Linked DNA regions of Mus musculus: regions 1, 3 and 4 are each linked to region 2. Evidence: chromatin contacts called from public promoter capture Hi-C data. All regions are on one chromosome and are shown on one strand. Each heading gives the region's core, a stretch centred on a gene start, on an enhancer-like site or on the middle of the called end of the contact. The rest is flanking DNA. Distances are from core to core; before and after follow the strand shown.

Region 1 (4,244 bases), core at 1,177-3,676, 380 kb before region 2:
TGTGAATCAAGAAGCACAACTTTAAACTCATGCTGAGCAGGGGAACAAGGCTGTTCCGTTGCCTTTAAGACTGCAATCACTTGGAGTGCTGCAATGTTGCTTTGTAACATTATACATGCAGATGTAAAATAGCAATAGATATTCCACTTATGGTTCTTAATTTTTTATTTATCACTAGCTGTCCACATTTTTGGGTTTGTGTGTGTGTGTGTGTGTGTGTGTGTGTGTGTGTGTGTACATGGCTAAGACAGACACACTTTGGGTTCTTTATTGACTCCTCTATAGGTATCTCTGTGGGTAGGTAAAAGTATACATCATCTGGCTAAAATATTTTACTTCCTATTTTTTTTTTTTTACCGTTTCACAATGAAGTGGATGTTGTGAAGAAAGATTCTGCAGATTTAATATAGCCACAATGTGTATCTGTTCATGTTTATGTGAGTGAGTTTCAGTACTCATGGGTACTTTGATGGGTGGTCTGAGGCCAACTTTGGATACTATTCCACAGGAGCTGTCCGCGTTTTTGGTTGTGTGTGTGTGTGTGCTTAAAGGACCCAAGGATTACCAATCTGGCTGGGCTGGTTGGCTAGTGAGACCCAGAGATCCATCTGCCGCTGCCTCCCCAAGCCTGGGATTATAAGTACCGGTCACTACCTCCAGCTTTTTACACGGGAACTAGGGCTCAAATACAGGTCCTCATGCTGGGATTCAACACTTTAATGACTGAGATCAGCCCACTGCTCTTGTCACAACAGTGAGCATGTGTACATGATACATATGTGTGCGTGCGTGCGTGTGTGTGTGTGTATTTTTTTTTCATGTATGCACCTCTAGGTTCACATGCGATGTTTGAGACAGGAGCTCTTGGATTGGACAACACTAGCTGGTTAGTGGGTTCCAAGATCTTCCTGTCTTTGCCTCCACAGGGTTAGGATTACAAGTATGTTCCCCTACTGATTGTGTGTAAAGAGGATCTAATCTCAGGTCCTCACATTTGAACATAAAGTAATCTATCAACCAACCCATATCCCCAGCTCATCACTGTAAATTTAAGAGCTTCTCATGTGTCAAATGTAATGTATATAATAAATATATTTCTATAAATTATGTTTTAAATTATAAATTTGAAATACAAATATTGTTCTATCAATTAAGTGTGACACAGAAAGGTAAACTTATACTCCACATAGGATATAGCTACTGTAACACATTTATTCATGTGTAAACACATACAGGAACTCTATGCTAATTTATGGAATGGTCAAAGCCACACCTCGAGTCATACTAAGAAATGATTTAATAGATGAAAAAAATTTTCTGATTTATACCACAAGAAGCCTTCTCACCTCTACTTATCTTTAACAATCAATAAGACAAGCAAAGCTTGTCTCTAGTACTACTTTTAATAACGCAAGGTCAAATTTAATTTGCATCCTATCACTGATAAACAACAACTCCCAAAATCATAAGCATAAAGAAGGTGGAAGTAGTGCTTCTGGTAAGACATGTCTATGTCTGTTTGAGTAACAAGTCAAGAAGCAGAAAATCTAGATGAATGCCGGATGGACAGAAACACAAGGTGATGTAATAGGGTGCCCTAAGAAGCACAGGCAAGAATGTGTGACTTTGCCAGTGACAATAAAGAAGAACAGATAAAGGAAGAGGGGAAAGATGAAGGGTCAGAGGGAGGGAGAAAGAAAATAGAAAATGGAGAAATAGGTGGAAAGGAGATAAAAAAGAAAAGGGGCTGGGAGAGAAGAATAATGGGGAGAAAAGTTAGAAGTTAAACTAAAAAAAAAAAAATACAGTGGAAACAAATGATTAAGATGAAAAAGTGTTAAAACCCCAAAGATGCTAATATAACCTGATTTTCAAATGAAAGTCTGAACACTAGGAATAAGAAATTATGGCTCAGAGATAGAGTGACTGTATTATTGCTCCTAAAAATTAGAATGATTAAAATGATCAAAAGTCAAATCCACTGAGAATTTCAAACTTTTATATACTTTTAAAAGATTGAATACGGCATTTTTTTAAATAAAAAAATCTAGAAAAATAATTCTAGGCTAGTATATCCTAAAGCTAAAACTTCAAAATAGATGCCTCATGAAAACAAGTTCATAGATACACTTAAGGGATGACTGGAAATTTTGGTCTGACACTACCACCTAGAAATTCTTCCCGTATTTTGCTTCCCCAGAGTGCCTTGGCTTCAAATGTTCAGACACCTGCTTCTTAAGGGAACCTCATCAAAGCAGCCCTAAGGACGATCAGAAAAATAACTGAGATACCAGAGTGGATAGCCACATGTTTTGGTACAACTAAATGTGTAATTAGTTGGAAAAAAGACATTACACTTACTCATACCACTGTTTATTGTGTTTTCGGTAAAGCAAGGTATCCAAGGCAACAGCATTGACATCCAGAGCTCCTGGGGAGGGCCACTGCTTGGTGAGGTGGGCAGTTAACTCTTGTCTTGATCTTAAATCATTATTCTTTAGTACAGTCCTGTGAATATTAAGATGGTGAGTGCTTTTGTTTTTACTCTTTTTTTTTTCTCAATGGCAGAGGAACCTAACTGGTATGTAGGCCCCAAAGTAATTGCTTACAAAGGGTATGTCACTAGGCTGAGTGGAACCACTGGAGCCACCACAGGCCAGAGCTGGCTGGGACTCTGCTGCTTCATCTTCTGCAGCACATGCTCTTTAGACTTTCTCTGCTGGCTAGGAACAATTACTACTACTGTAAATTAGACTTCCTGTCTTCTCCAATGAGGTGTTAACTCTTTAGTAGAAGAACTAAAGGGTCCAACATCACTGTAAACCTCAACCAAAAGCAATGGCATCCTAGCTAAAACATAGATTCCATGTCTATGATCTCCTGGTTTGAAAACAAAGAATTATTGAAAATAATTTAACTCAAGTAAAAAGATCAGTTAAAAAGCAATTTAAATACTATAAATATATGAAATTTTAAAATTCATGCAATACATTTTTATTTATTTATTTTTTTTAGGTTTTTCGAGACAGGGTTTCTCTGTGTAGCCCTGGCTGTCCTGGAACTCACTCTATAAACCAGGCTGGCCTTGAACTTAGAAATCCGCCTGCCTCTGCCTCCCGAGTGCTGGGATCAAAGGTGTGCGCCACCAGGCCCAGCTAAATAATATTTTTATTTTAAAAAATTTCCTCTATTTATTTTCCCTTTTAATTGTAAACATTTTAACTATGTCTGTGAGTGTGTCTGTGTATGGTATGTATGTGTGTGGTGTGTATACATATATACTTTGGAGGCCAGAGGAGGGTGCCAGGTCCCCTGGAGGACCTTAGATGGCGGGAACTAGAGTCAGGTCCTCTACCAAAGCACTCCATGCTGCCTTCACCTGCCAAGTCATCTTTCCAGACCTACTAAACTGCTTTTGTCAGAAATGACTATTAATAAAGTTTCATAAAAATCATTAAATCAAGTATCAACTGTACTAGATGCTATAATCAACTGGCAATCTTTCGCCAAGTTCTTCTTATAAGAATGTTAGTTGATAAGAACAACTGGCAACAGAATTAAAATTTTGCCAAAATTTTAATTTACATGAAGCAACTGATTTTTGTCACAAGACTAATTCAACATCTGAACTGATTAAAGAAAATTTAAAAGCAAAGGGACTATATCTCTCAAAGCCTTATAAGCCATCTGTTCAACATGCATTCTCAAACAGAAGCCTATGAGCTTACTGTGCACTAAGACTGTGGGTCGTCATGTCAGGAGTCCCTGCTCTTGTGATGGATACCTATTGCTAACCTCCTCAGCCCACAGCCCTGTTCTGGGTGCAGGAGAAGGGAGTGGGTGGGTCAGTAGTTGGCAGCACAATCCTACTCTACAGACAATCGCTAGCATAAGCCTCTGACTATTAACAGTGGGTCTACAGAGTAACTGTGTTTACATGTCTTAGTGGGCTATGGAGTAGTTCTGATTTTACATTGTATTTTATAACTGTCTGCTAAATTATGTGTTTTACTATATACACAGAGAAATATCATCTAATATACATACTAGATTTTGTCTCATAATGTTATACTAAGAAGTCAGGGAGAATGACTCTTACTAAGATACTTTTTTTTTTTCTGGACAGTTGACACAATTCCTTTCACTGGAAAAAGACATAAAACTCATTTAAAAGACTTTCAAGGTGTCTTAACATTGTTTACTTATTGAAAACAAAACTTTACAGAAAATCTAAGATTGTTAGA
Region 2 (4,552 bases), core at 1,570-4,069:
TTACATTTAAAATGCTATCTCCTTTCCTAGTTTCCTCTCTGAAAGTCTCCTATACCTTCCCCCAGCCCTGCTCCTCAACCCACCCACTCCTGCTTCCTGGCCCTGGAATTCCCCTGTACTGGGGCATATGATCTTCATAAGACCAAGGCTTTTCCTCCTATTGATGGCCAACTATGCCATTCTCTCCTACATATGCAACTAGAGACACAAGCTTGGGGGTGGGGGGTACTGGTTAGTTCATATTGTTCCTCCTCCTATAGGGTTGCAGATCCCTTTAGCTCCTTGGGTACTTTCTCTAGCTCCTTCATTGGGGGCCCTGTGGTGAATACAATCTCTTAAGTTGTTGTACAGTGCTGAGAGCAGAGACAGGTCTCCCTCCAGTTTTCTTCCCTAGACTTTAACTCAAAGCTGAGAGTCTCTTGCAGAGATAGAACAAAAGGCTTCTTTACCTAGCCTCCCACAGTTTTTACTATGAGGTACTAAACTGCAGCTTCTAGCCTCAGAGAAACTCAGACAGGCAGATCAGCTGCAGGATTGATAGCAAATTGTTTATGGCCTAGTTTCTGAGTGGAGACAAAATGGAATAAAAAGGACTCTTCAAGGTATATTTTAAATAGTTTTAATTTTTTTCTATAATAGTGCTACTGGGATTTTAGATGGTACAGCTTTTCATCTTGGGCAAATATATAAGTGTAGCTATGGAGATGTGACCTCTCCTTCCCTGTAGACACTGTGGGCCTACCTCTAACTTTTGTGCTCATGCAGAGAACCTCTTGCAAGGACAACCTTGTGGGTTGGATCAGACAGTCAGAAAAAGTAACCCACTTCACTCCTTCCAGGTTTTTGTTCATTTATGTTTAATTCAGACTCTTCTCATTCCTTCATGAGTCTTGATTCCACTCCCTCAGGCTGTCTTATATTAGAGATTGGCAGGCATATGTCATCCCTTAGACACTACTGAATTCTGTAATGTCCCCCAGTTACCTAAAACTCCCCTCTTGAACTTAGCAATTCTAACTGCTTTCACCTCCGTAGTTGCTTTAGCCTCGGGATACCATACAATAATAATCTGAACACCTGGTAAACTGGTGAAGGAAAGGCCTTCTGTTCCATCAAGACAACTTCTTGTGGTTGGGGTAGACTGGAAATTGAGCCCAAATATGTAACTACATTCATGTCTATCTCATAGTTGCAATCAGCTCCCCCTATGTGAAGAGCCAGATGGAGATGCCCAGGACACTCAGCTGGATGTATCTGCACGCTCTTCCCTACTCTCCCGCCCATCTCTTCTAAGCTTTTAACCATGACAGTAGTTGTCATTTAGTAAGTGTGGAGGACACTTTATACTCATTGTTTCCAACCTTACTAGATCCCCTATTTTAATGGATGTTGAGACTGAATTGAGATTTAAATAACCCATCCAAAGCCAGAGCACCGGTAAACGGCAGAGCAGAGCTGCCTTCAGGGTCTGTGTGACAACTCTTCTACTCTTCATACTTTAAGGTTGTCTGGAAAGCAGTTAGACAGCTATTGTGCAAATGCCACACAGAACAAGGCTCAGCCGCAAATTCAGCCACTGGACTAGGAGAAAAGCAAGCCACATATTATACAGGTGCTATGTTTTAAAAGCAACACTAAGTACTTTCACAGTAACCTAATAAGGAAGACAGACTCTTAAGAAACTGAAGCCCAGAGAAATAAGCAGTGCCCACAGCCACACACTGACCTGTGAAGCTCTTAAGTATGAAACTTGCTTGCTTGAAGCTCAGAAGGTGTCGCTTTATTATCTGATTTAGCGCCTTCGTTTTGGGAAGAGTGGAGAAATCGATGAGAACTCACAAGGAAGCCATATTCACATAGGCCCTAAGAGTAAGACGATTTGGCATGGAGGGATTAGAGTAGGAAATCAGAACAGCCACAGTCAATAGGCTTTGCATCGGTGCCAGTCTGAAAGATGCAGCGTTGGGAATGGAGATGTTACTTAGCTTCTCTGAACACCGATGTCTTCACTTTTGTGAAAACCAAACCAAAAGTACGTGCTTTTTTCTCTCATTTTATTTATTTTCTGCACGTGGTTTGATGTATAGGAGTGCACATGTTCCATGATGCATGTATGAAAATCAGAGAACAATTTGAGAGACCATTGTCTCCTTCCACTATGTCTGTAGCAGAGATCAAATTCAAATTGTGAAGCTTGGAAGCTAGCTGCCTTGTCTGGTCTCAGTGGGAGAGGATTCACCTATTCCTGCAGAGACTTGACAAGACAGGGTAAGGGGGATTGGGGAAGAGACTGTGTGAGGCGGGTACCGAGAGAGGGGGCAGAGATCAGGATGTAAAATGAATAATATTTTTTAAGTGTGTGCTTTTAATAGGGGAATCCTTTTCAGCCCCCAAGTTCTGTGTCTCTATGTGCCCTCCCCCGTGTGGGACACCAGCGATATTCCTCATCTCCAAGGAGTTTAAGCTGACGATTCTGGGCTGGACCTGCTTAATCTTCAGCATCTGGGGTGTTAGTTGCAATTTGGTGCCATATAGACTCGAGCCGAGGATGCATAAGTGGCGACCTCGCTACTTAACTTCCTATTGGGATCTCAGAGCGCCTGGTTGTTGAACTGGTGGAAATTACTTCCCCAGTGTGTTCTAAAAGAAAACTCAGCATGGGGGAGGTGTGGCAGTCACTTTTAGGGGCCCGTAGCCTGCCAGAGGAGGCATCGAGCAGGCTTATCGGCTGCAGCTGGTGCTGCGTTGCGGGCTGCTGGCAGCTCGCCCGGGTGGGCGGCCGCGGAGACGCGCGCCCCTGGCGGCGAGGGCGACACGCTGGTGGCGCTGGGGCCTGCAGAGCCTGCGGGGCTTGCGGGAGCTCTCCTGCGGGCCCGGGCCCTCGCCCCCGCCGCAGCGGGAGGCGTCGCCGGCGCCGGGTGCGTGTGGGAGGCGGGGACGAGCCGCGGCGAGCAAAGTCCAGGTCTGCGCGCCACCCGCTGCGGCCAACACGCGCGTGAAGTTCAGGTGAGGGAGGACGCGGCGGGAGAAAGGGACCGAGGGAAGGCAGTTGCGGTGGGACCTGCCGGGGAGCGGCTGCCACCAGTGCCCCCGGCTCTGCGCCGGCTCTGCGCGGAGCCTGGAGGTCCCCCTCTCCAGGCAGCTGAGCCGGGTGCACTTGGACCTGAGGCTGTGGTTTCTCCCCAGGCTGAGATGGATCTTGAGGCAGCGAGAAACGGAACAGCACGGCGCCTGGACGGCGACTTTGAACTAGGCAGCATCAGGTATACAGGACCGCAGAGTCACTGGCTTTTCCGTTATAGCGGAGTCCTGAAAAGAAGTTGTGAGAACCGGTTGATGCCTCCGGCCTTTGGGATGAAGTCTTTAAGTGTTCTTGAGGACTGTCTCCCAGGCTCCTTTTGGAACAGGTTCAGAGAGAAGAGGCTGTCTTCAAAAGCGCCCCCCTCCCCTGGACACGGGTGATTTGATGAATATTGGCGTTGTGTAACATTCACTGTATTTTTATAAAGTAAACGTTTCACTCTTTTTAGCCATCATCTGGCTACTCGAGTTGGTAGAACTTCAGACACCTGCTATTGATGGCTGTACTTCTGAACAAGGGTAGCGAAGCAAGGCCCCCCTCTTCCTGTGTTTCTCTTCTTTGCCTCGTCTTCCCCTTCTCCCATCTGTAGACTGTTTGCCCTATTTCTCCTCTCTAGGGGGTGACATGGAGAACAACCTCATTCTTCACTAACTTCTGCTTCGAAATCAGTTTTTTTCCCCCAGTTGCAAGAGGGTGAACCTCGACGCTTCCCCTGCCAGTGGGTCTGTCTTTCTCCCTGACTCTCGTTCTCCCCCAGCCACAGTGAAGCACACATACGGCTTTCTGTCAGGCAGAAGGGCCTAGGCAAGTGTGTGCGTGTTTCCTCTTTCGCTGTGGGGACAGTGAATCATTTTTACCCTCAGCTTCAAATAGTTTATGAGGCTATTACAGTCTCTGAGTTCATGCTAGGCCACCCGGAACAAACTGACATGTGTCATGAAGTTGTCTTCTAGAGGGAGAAAATTTATCAGCTTCTGTAGTTGGTTCTCAAGCTGCAAGGGGCCTGATTAGCCAACTGACAAATATGCCTATCTGAATCTTAAACTGAAGCATTGCTTCTGTTAATTGCTTTGGACCGTGGCATCGCCCTACTCATTCTTAGAATCGTGACATTTATTCACAGAAAATTTAGGTTTGTCCATATCGAGTCATAAAAAAGCAAAAACAAAAACAAACAAACAAACAAACAAACCCCAAATGTATGGATGGTGTTACTTCTAATAGAAAAATGTGGTTTTGTCATCTGGCAATTTAGGCTGGGGATGACTGTGACTCTATTAATAGATGGCATTTTCACGAAGACGGCTATTTATGTATTATACTGGCTGAGCACACTGACTAGTATTAGAAGGAGCAGTCCCTGGAAAAGGTGTAGTAACACTCAGGGCCCAGGAAGCTCTCAGAAGAAGCTCACAGCATGTGGTTAGGAAGAAGGAAACACCTCAAAACCGAAATACACAAAGTTAGAAC
Region 3 (4,575 bases), core at 1,012-3,511, 440 kb before region 2:
GTAGGTGGAACTTCCCAGTTGGGGAGAGGAAGAAAGAAGACTTCCTTTTAGACCAGAGAGAGCTTGGAGGCACAATGTAGGTACCCAGAACACACAAACACACACATCAGGTTAGAATATATATAACTTAATTTATATAACTTAAAGTAGCTTACAAAATTATGAAGATAGTTTCTGTGCCCAGCATTGTGTTACCCGTTGATCCTAAGCTAAGATTGTGTGGTTTTTCTTCAAGTGGAGTCTCAACTGGGATCCAGAGAAAAGTACGACGACAGGGCACCCCAGCCAGCAACGGGAATTGGGAAGTGTGGGCCATGGGTGGCAACATCCCACCATGGGAACTTAGCATCCTAGTGGGAGAACTCTGGCTGGCCTGGCCTGGCCTCCTGTGCCTTGCCAGTGATAGTGTGGATTACCATTTAACATTTCACACAATACTTCTTCCTGTATTCCTGGTGCCTTCTTCCTGCTCTCTCCTTGTGGTCTCTCTAAGCCCACCTGTGTCTCTTCTGCCCAGCTATTGGCTGTTGGCATCTTTATTCTCCAATCAGAATTACTTTGGGGCCTTCACTTAGCATTACAGTTGACAGGAAGAGAGAAACCACAAAAGTGATTTCCTTTCCTTTTTTTTTTTTTAATTAAAATATGTTGTGCTTGCTTAGAAGTACCACTGGCTTTCATATACAATCACTATAAAATGCTATGAAATACATACATGAAAGTTCATTATTAAACTTAACCTTTCCCTTAAGTTGTTATATTTCTTTTTTATTGTTAGAAAAGAGCAGGGAACAGAGCATAGAAACATATTTGAAATAGTATTATTGTTAATATGGGAAAAGGTCCCCTATTCTTGCCAAAAAAAAGTGATTAGGACAAAAATAAGTTAACTACATTTTTGTTAGTGACACATTGCAAGCCATGCAGCTGGATAAGAAGTGTAAATTGGGACTGGAAATCTGGCTCAGCTTACAAGCATTGACTGCTCTTCCAGAGAACCTGAGTTCCTTTCCCAGCAACCACATGGTACTTCACAACTATCTGTAGCTTCAGTTCCAGTGGGCTTCCACAGGCACTACATACACGTAGTATATATACATACGTGTCTATATACATAAGAGTGTAGGCAAAACACCCATACACAAGAAATTGTTTTAAAAAATGACATTTTCCCTACTTTTAACTCATTAGCATTAATATTTGGAAAATAACTTTGTTTTATAGTAGTATTTGAATACATTTAGTTTCTGAAATAAATATTACTCTTTAAATTTTCTCCAAAACTTTTCTCTTCTAAATTAATGTAACCATTGTTGGCTTGAATGGCTATCCTCAGATATCACATTATAGTAACAAACTAAGCTTTTGACCCTGTATGCTTGTTAGGTTTTTGGTGCATTCACGTGGGATTTGCAGAGTGTATATGCACGTTCTTTGTCATGTGGTTGGTTGTTGCCTGAATGTGAGACGTTCCTCATACGTGCCTATGTTTAAACACTCAGTCCACAGTTGGTAGCCTTGTTTTAGAAGTTGTGGGTTCTTTAGTAGCTAGAGCCTTGATGGAGACAGTGAGTCACTGTGGGTGGGGCTTCAGGTTGGCACTCTTTCTCTAGGTTGGCAGTGCAGTGTAACCAGCCTGCTTCACACTCTTGCTGCCACCACGATAAGCTACATTCCTGGGGATAAGCCACAATGGACACTTCTCTCAAGTTGCTTCTTTCTAGGGATTTGGGCAAAATGACAATCCTAGTGATGATTATTATAAAGGATACAAACTTAAGGTTTAATGTTAAAGAAAAGTTAAGTTCTCATAATTTATTACTGAAATACTGTTTTTAAAGAAATGTATTAAAACCTTTAACCACATACACATTAACCTAATACATATCTGGCTTTTTACAAAATGGAGTAAAATTCAATTTTCCCCAAAAATGTTCTTGCATATGACACATGATTTTTTTTTCTCTACTTTTCTTGGGCATAAATTTAGGGACACATGAAAATTTTATTCACTGTATTACTTTTACATTTTTCCAAAATTAGAATTAGAATTCTAAAATTCCCATTTTAGAATTAGAGACTGTTGCTTTTATTTGTTAATCTGTCAACATTTATTAAGACATTTTAAATCTGGAAAGATAGCTCAATAGGTAAAGATGTTTGCCACCAAGCATAACAACCTGTGTTCAAGCCCCAGGTTCCACACAGGATAGAATCAGTTCTGACAACTGGGGCAAGTAACCCAACAGTCTGAAAGCCTCCCTGGAGTTCTGTACACAGGGGAACAGAAACCACAGTCCATAGGCCTCCCTGGAGAACATCTGCACACAGGGCAACAAGTTGACTGCTCCTCTGAAAACCAAAGAGTCTAAAGGCCTCACAGGAGATCTACTGCAGCCAGGGCAACGGATACTTAGCTCCTCTACCCCTCTTAAGACCCCACAGTTGGAAGGCCCCACGGAAGGAAGAAATACAGGAAAACACAATCAAACAGATGAAGGAATTGAATAAAGCAGTCAAAACCTAAAAGTGGAAGTGGAAACAATAAAGAAAACACAAATGGAGACAACCCTGGAAATGGGAAACCTAGGAAAGAGGTCAGGAATTACAGAGGTAAGCATCACCAACTTGAGTTGTTCAGTTTCCATGGGTATGTGGGCTTACTGTAGTTTTGGTTCTTACTGAAGACCAGCTTTAATTCGTAATCGTCTGATAGGATGCATGGGATTATTTCAGTCTTCTTGTATTGGTTGAGGCCTGTTTTGTGCCCAATCATATGGTCAGTTTTGGAGAAGGTACCATGAGGTGCTGAGAAGAGGTATATTGTTTTGTTTTAGGGTGAAATGTTCTGTAAATGTCTGTTAAATCCATTTGGTTCATAACCTCTATTAGTTTCACTGTGCCTCTGTTTAGTTTCTGTTTCCATGATCTGTCCATTGATGAGGTTGGGGTGTTGAAGTCTCCCACTATTATTGTGTGGGGTGCAACATGTGCTTTGAGCTGTACTAAAGTTTCTTTTATGAATGTGGATGCCCTTGCATTTGTGGCATAGATGTTCAGAATTGAGACTTTCTCTTGGTGGATTTTTTACTTTGATGAATATGAAATGTCCTTCCTCATCTCACTGATAACTTTTAGTTGAAAGTCTATTTTATTGGATATTAGGATGGCAACTCTAGCTTGTTTCTTGGAACCGTTTGCTTGGAAGACCTTTTCCCAGCCTTTTACTCTGAGCATAGTGTTGCTTATGGTCTTGTATTTGCCTCTCACCATCTGGTTATCTCTGGTATTAGCTGGACTGGGTGTCTCTGTTTGGTGCCTGCCTCTTGTGTCCCTGGATTGCTGCCAGTCTCCTGGTAGGCCTGTGGCCCTGGCTCCAGCAGATCTCCTGTGAGGCCTTCAGTCTGTTTTGTCTTCACAGGAGCAGTCAAGCTCTTGATCTGCTTATCACTGTTCTCCTCGGAGGCCTTCAGACTGTGGGGTCTATTGCCCAGTTGCCTTGCCTGCAGAGGACCTCCTGTAAGCCTTGAGACTTTGATATTATTTGCCCTGTATGCAGTGGATCATCTGGAGGCCTTGAGACTGTGGTATCTTCAGAGGAGCACAATGGTTTGTATTTTAAAATAAAAGTTAAATTTCGTTGTTTTTTGTTTGAGAATTTCATAGCTGCGTATGATGTGTTATTATTAGTTTTCCCCCATTTCCTTCTTTATACACCCACTATTTTTTCCCCTCTTAACCTTATGTGTTCTTTGATTTAAACTCCCATTTTACTTTAGGAAAGGGTTTATTTCATCTTACACTTCCAAGTAATAATCCAGTAGAAGAAGGTCAGGGCAGGAACTCAAATCAAGCAAGAACCTGGAGACAGGAGCTAATGTAGGGGCCATGGAGGAATGCTGCTTTCTGGCTTGGTCTGCACTGGCATCCTCAGACTACTTTCTCATGTGTACACCCAGGACCACCTGTTGAGGATTTACATTACCCACAATGGGCTGGGTACTTTCCTACAGGCAAATTTACTAGTTTAAATCTGCTCTTACTCATTTCCTGTAGGCAGATCTTATGGAGGCATTTTCCCAATTCAGGGTGTCTCTTAGTAAATAACTCTAACATGTCAAGTTCAGATTTACAATAAGCAAGATACAGCAAACCCTGAGTCAGTCCACTTAGTGCTATCTCTGTGTGGGACTATCTACTGGAGCATGGGTAGGTAGCTTCTCATTGGCCACATTCCTAAAGAAAACTGATCCCTCCCAGAAGCCATCTGTTGGCAAGAGTTCCTCCTCTAGGTGTTAGACTTCATGACCCCTTCCCTTATTCCCTCTGGAATATTGACTGGCTTAGTCTTGTGTATGCAGTCCCAGCCACAGTGAGCTCACGTGTACAATGGTACTGTGTTGTCTGCCAAATACTATCACTGTAGATTTTTCACGACCATTGGCTACTACAATCTTTCTGCCCATTCTTCCCCAGTAAAATCTCTGAATCCTGTCAGGGAGAAGGATACATACAGATGACCAATCTAGATACAAGCACCTAGCAGTCTCTAATTCTTTGCATATTATCCAGTTG
Region 4 (4,203 bases), core at 1,111-3,610, 400 kb before region 2:
TTTGTAATGACTAAGTGAACAATCCACCAAGAAGACATTACAATTCTAAACATCTACATAGCAAGTGTGGGTGCCTCTGATGTCATAAAACAAGACACCAGCAATGGTATAGTCAGCAGCATAATGGTGGGAGATTGTGATAGCCCATTCTAATTAATTGATAGATCATGCAGGCAAAAGGTAAACAGAACATATAAATTAAATGAGATCATATATCATAGATTTAAGAGACATCTATTTAATATTCTACTTGAACACTCAAGAGTTCATATTTTTTTCAGTAGCCCACGCAACTTTATCTAAAATAGATAATATATTAGGACAGAGTACACACTCTTAACAAATAGAGGGAAACTGGAAAAGCTCCTGTATTTTATCTGACCACAATTGACTAGAACTGCAGATTAATAGCAAGAGGAACTACAGAATAGTCACAAACTCAGGGAGACTGAACAACACCACTGAATGATAGATTGGTCAGTCAATGCAGAGATCAAAAAAAGAGATCAGCAATTTACAGAAATAAAAGAAAATAAAAACACAACAACAAAATCTTAATGACAAACCTGAGGGACCTGGAAAAACCAGAAAGACCAAACTCAAAATCAGTTTGAAAGAAATAATTAAAACAGGGCAGAAATAGATGAAATAGAAATGAAAAATTATAAAAATTACAAGGTCATTTGATCAATTAAGTAAGACTAAATTTGCCAAAGTATTTTCAGACCCAGAATAATAAAACTAGAGAAAAAGAGAGCCATTATGATAGATACAAATGAAATTCAAAAGAATTACTAGGAGTGATCTTAAAAATATATTCTGTTAAATTGGAAAGATCTAAAATAAATGGATGAATGTTTAGATGTATATGACCTACAAAAATTAATCCAAATGAGATAAACAGATAAGAATTAATAGAGCTGATGCAGTAATAAAAACATCTGGATTAAAAAAAAAGCAGGCAAATTCAGCTTTGTCTTGTACAAATACACTACAAAGACATCAGAACTTAGAAAATACTTAATGACATTAGTTAGTTGTCTTTTGTGAAACTTTAAGCACTGAATAACGCAGTGAAAGAAAACACTAGGCCTAAGACTCAGGAATAAAATCTGGACCCTGTCTCTGGACACCAAGATGCAGAACACCTATAAAAAGCAAGTTGAGCCAGTCAGGTACCATGCTACCCAGTCAGACAGACCACACCAGAGAAGACCCCCCAGCCAGTGTCATGCAGGCCTGGCTGGGTAGTCCATGCCTTAGGCAATCCATGTCCAGTGAATGGGTGGGACATAACACTCCTGAGATGACACCAGAAACACAGAGGCCCCAGGCATCATTATGATGATGAGCAAGTAGTGGTGGAGAGACAGAGAGGGAGAGGGATGTTTGTACAGTGAAGGGAGGTAGAACTGCTGAGAGTGTGAAGAACAGCCTGATGAGGGTGGCTGGTGATGCCACCTGGGGTTATGGTGGGGTCCTGGCCCATGCTGCCAGCCAGGGCCATGTCTAAGTTCATGGACCTGCAACAGCAGGGGTCTATTCCCACCAAAGGCCAGGCGGATGTCCATAGTCTCCAACTGCAGTACTCAGGAGAAGGGGCCCCACATCTCACCCAGGGAGCAGAGCAAAGCTGGCCCTGGTTGCTGGGGGGTTGTGAGTGAGCTGGTCCTGGGGTGTAAGTGTGGGAGAGCTGGCCTGGCCACTTGTCTAATGTGTGGTGCTGTGGCAAGGGAGAGATGCCCTCCCCCACCTCACCACCTATGGAAGATGGGAGAGCTGGCCCCCAAGGTCATGAGAGCAGGAGAGCTGTCTCCGAGCAGTACTCAGCAGGCCCTCCTGGTCAGCACAGTAGAGCTGTCCTTGGTTGCAAGGGGTCACATGTAAGCCAGTCCCAAAGCATGAGAACAAGAGAGTTGGCACAGCCCCTTGCTGGGTGTAGTACTTGGGAGAGCAGCCCACACCTCAACTGGACAGCAGAGCTGGCCCTGCTGGGTTGGGATGAATCGGCACGAGGGCATGAGAGTAGAAGAGCTGGCTCTGCCTCTTGCTGGCTGCAGCATTGGGTGGGCTAGTCAGTGTTCTGCCAGAGAGCTCTCCCATGGTGGTTTCAGTATGGGGGAGCTGGTGTACTGACCAGCTCAGCTACAAGCCAGGCCCAAATCCAGGACTTTAACATTGACCCTCCCCAACATCTACCCCATCTATGAACTGTCGAAGAGTGCGAAAGGGCCAGTCCTGCAATCCAAAACTACAGGATCTCCATGACACAGGGCAGTGACAGGATATCCCAGAGGAGTCCCAGGGAGGCTCCAGTATTGATAGTATAACAGAAGCCAGAGTTCTGGAACCAGACCAATAGATGCACTGCAGAAAGCATTTGCAAGTAAAGCTGCTGAGACAAAAGGGTGTACTGTGGGATACACAGCTGCACAATACAGCTTCCACAATAAGAACAAAAGGGTGTACTGTGGGATACACAGCTACACAATACAGCTTCCACAATAAGAACAAAAGGGTGTACTGTGGGGTATACAGCTACACAATACAGCTTCCACAATAAGAACAAAAGGGTGTACTGTGGGGTACACAGCTACACAATACAGCTTCCACAATAAGAACAAAAGGGTGTACTGTGGGATACTCAGCTACACAATATAGCTTCCACAATAAGAACAAAAGGGTGTACTGTGGGGTTCATGGCTACAGAATACAGCTTCCACAATAAGAATTTTTTCATTTGGGGTAGATCTAATATATTTAAATGTTTTATTGTCTCTGGTTGCCTTTATCTTGTCAGAAAGAACAAAGAGCACTACTAAACTCATTTTATGAAACCATAATCAACCTGATACCAAAACTGCATGAAGACATAATAAAAAAGGAAACTATAGTCCAGTCTCCTTAATGAACATAAATCAAAAAAATCTGCAGAAAACACTTGCAAATTGAATGTGAAAACATAATTTGATTTGCAATTCTTACTGCAGATAGAACACTTTGCCAGATTGCTGAAACATGTCACCAGACTCTGAGGGCCACTGCCTTGTTAACAGGAAAAGGGCTTATACACAGTTTAGGCTGAGTTTAATAAAAAAAAAAAAAATCAGCTACTCTCTGCCGTGCCTGTATCTATGTTACAACACACAGTGGGGGAAGCCAGGAAATACACTGTTCGCTACATATCATGTATATAGATATGTAGACTGATACATACTGTGATGAGAAGGACTCTTTGGAAAGAATCCCCAAGTCCGTTATACATCAGTCCTGGTGCTCCTGGAGAGGTTCAAAAAAATGAATAAAGGAATATAGGAGACATCTGTTTTATACTCAGTGCCTTATATTCTTTACTACAAATTTTAATTACATCATATGGCCACATGATGGCAACATGTTAACATATTTCCAGGCCATGACTATAACCGTGTCCGGGTTTTGCCTGTAAACTACGAGTTGACTGGACTTTATCTTTCCCTCTACTCTTTGGTTCTTGAATTATAAGAAATTCAGAATATATCAGAATTTCTGTCAGTTTTATATTAGAGAGTTGTGATGTCACTAAGGGATAGGAATTTTTCAACTTCTCTCAGTTACTTGGGACCATTGTCCTATATGTAGTCAGTAACTCTCAAAATGTCATGTGCTATATAAGGAATATTTTAAAAGTATGTATAATATTCAATCTCAACAGAAGGGTTTTCTCCAATCATATCCATTAGTGTGTTGGATTTAATTAGTCCTCAATATTTATTCTATGTGCTGAAATGGAAGTTCAGTAAACACTTGAACCAGGTAACTATATTTGTCAAGGAAAAAGACCAGTACTGTATGGTTAAAAAAATCTTTAATATACATGCAACAAATATAGTACATCGAGGCAACAAAATACAGATGGAAAGATAGACATAGCCAGCATTCTTTGTGGAGTTCTGAAAAATAAACAGTACCACTGAAAATTAAAGACTGAGACACTGTTCACTCATGCAAGCGTTACAAACTGCCTGTAGCTCGAAACCAACTGCAGAAACTTGGGTTCCACAGTAGCAGATGAACTTTATATCAAGAGCTCCAATAATGGAGGGAAAGCCATGATCCTCAGGTGTCATGTCTCAGTCCGCAGTTCGCAGCAGGGATATGTCACAAACTAGTGCTTCTATCGGACAGATCTGAAAAAGTGTACCAACTGGGGAATCTTGTATT

The links. Promoter capture Hi-C pulls out the DNA fragments that hold promoters and counts their contacts.
Region 1: a promoter capture Hi-C map of neural stem cells shows a contact between it and region 2. The contact joins the enhancer-like site here to the promoter of Abcb4 in region 2. A contact is called at or near these places in 10 of 39 promoter capture datasets (the 3T3-L1 cell line, 3T3-L1-derived adipocytes, the C10 cell line and 5 more), 2 of 115 datasets of contacts at active chromatin or transcription factors (large pre-B cells and stem cell-derived neural progenitor cells) and 1 of 9 other capture datasets (adipose tissue).
Region 3: a promoter capture Hi-C map of the C10 cell line shows a contact between it and region 2. The contact joins the enhancer-like site here to the promoter of Abcb4 in region 2. A contact is called at or near these places in 10 of 39 promoter capture datasets (the C10 cell line, the HPC-7 cell line, cranial neural crest and 4 more), 1 of 15 datasets of contacts at CTCF or cohesin (the NIH/3T3 cell line), 1 of 115 datasets of contacts at active chromatin or transcription factors (large pre-B cells) and 1 of 9 other capture datasets (adipose tissue).
Region 4: a promoter capture Hi-C map of embryonic stem cells shows a contact between it and region 2, with 6 times the contacts expected there. The contact joins the enhancer-like site here to the promoter of Abcb4 in region 2. A contact is called at or near these places in 17 of 39 promoter capture datasets (the 3T3-L1 cell line, the C10 cell line, the HPC-7 cell line and 10 more), 3 of 15 datasets of contacts at CTCF or cohesin (the NIH/3T3 cell line, large pre-B cells and pro-B cells), 5 of 484 Hi-C or Micro-C datasets (the C2C12 cell line, CD4 T cells, cerebral cortex and 1 more), 4 of 115 datasets of contacts at active chromatin or transcription factors (bone marrow-derived macrophages, embryonic forebrain, embryonic stem cells and 1 more) and 3 of 9 other capture datasets (adipose tissue, embryonic stem cells and liver).

The regions. Positions count from the first base shown.
Region 1 is chr5:8,509,900-8,514,143 of GRCm38.p6, forward strand. Rundc3b (RUN domain containing 3B) reads right to left here. Exons shown (of 11, transcript NM_001347311.1): 9 at 2,362-2,508. Among named protein-coding and RNA genes, the nearest start is that of Abcb1a, 55 kb to the right of the region's middle. Within about 2 kb of position 2,427, at least 2 of the 459 cell types and tissues checked have an H3K27ac peak or open chromatin away from gene starts, as enhancers often do. A contact at or near this core is called in neural stem cells, where this site is marked.
Region 2 is chr5:8,890,902-8,895,453 of GRCm38.p6, forward strand. Abcb4 (ATP-binding cassette, sub-family B (MDR/TAP), member 4) reads left to right here and starts at 2,820. Exons shown (of 28, transcript NM_008830.2): 1 at 2,820-3,006; 2 at 3,187-3,263. The coding sequence starts at 3,193.
Region 3 is chr5:8,455,195-8,459,769 of GRCm38.p6, forward strand. No RefSeq gene overlaps it. Among named protein-coding and RNA genes, the nearest start is that of Slc25a40, 35 kb to the left of the region's middle. Within about 2 kb of position 2,262, at least 42 of the 459 cell types and tissues checked have an H3K27ac peak or open chromatin away from gene starts, as enhancers often do.
Region 4 is chr5:8,486,506-8,490,708 of GRCm38.p6, forward strand. It overlaps Rundc3b (RUN domain containing 3B), which reads right to left. Exons shown (of 11, transcript NM_001347311.1): 11 at 3,831-4,203. Among named protein-coding and RNA genes, the nearest start is that of Slc25a40, 66 kb to the left of the region's middle. Within about 2 kb of position 2,361, at least 35 of the 459 cell types and tissues checked have an H3K27ac peak or open chromatin away from gene starts, as enhancers often do. A contact at or near this core is called in embryonic forebrain, embryonic stem cells and neural stem cells, where this site is marked.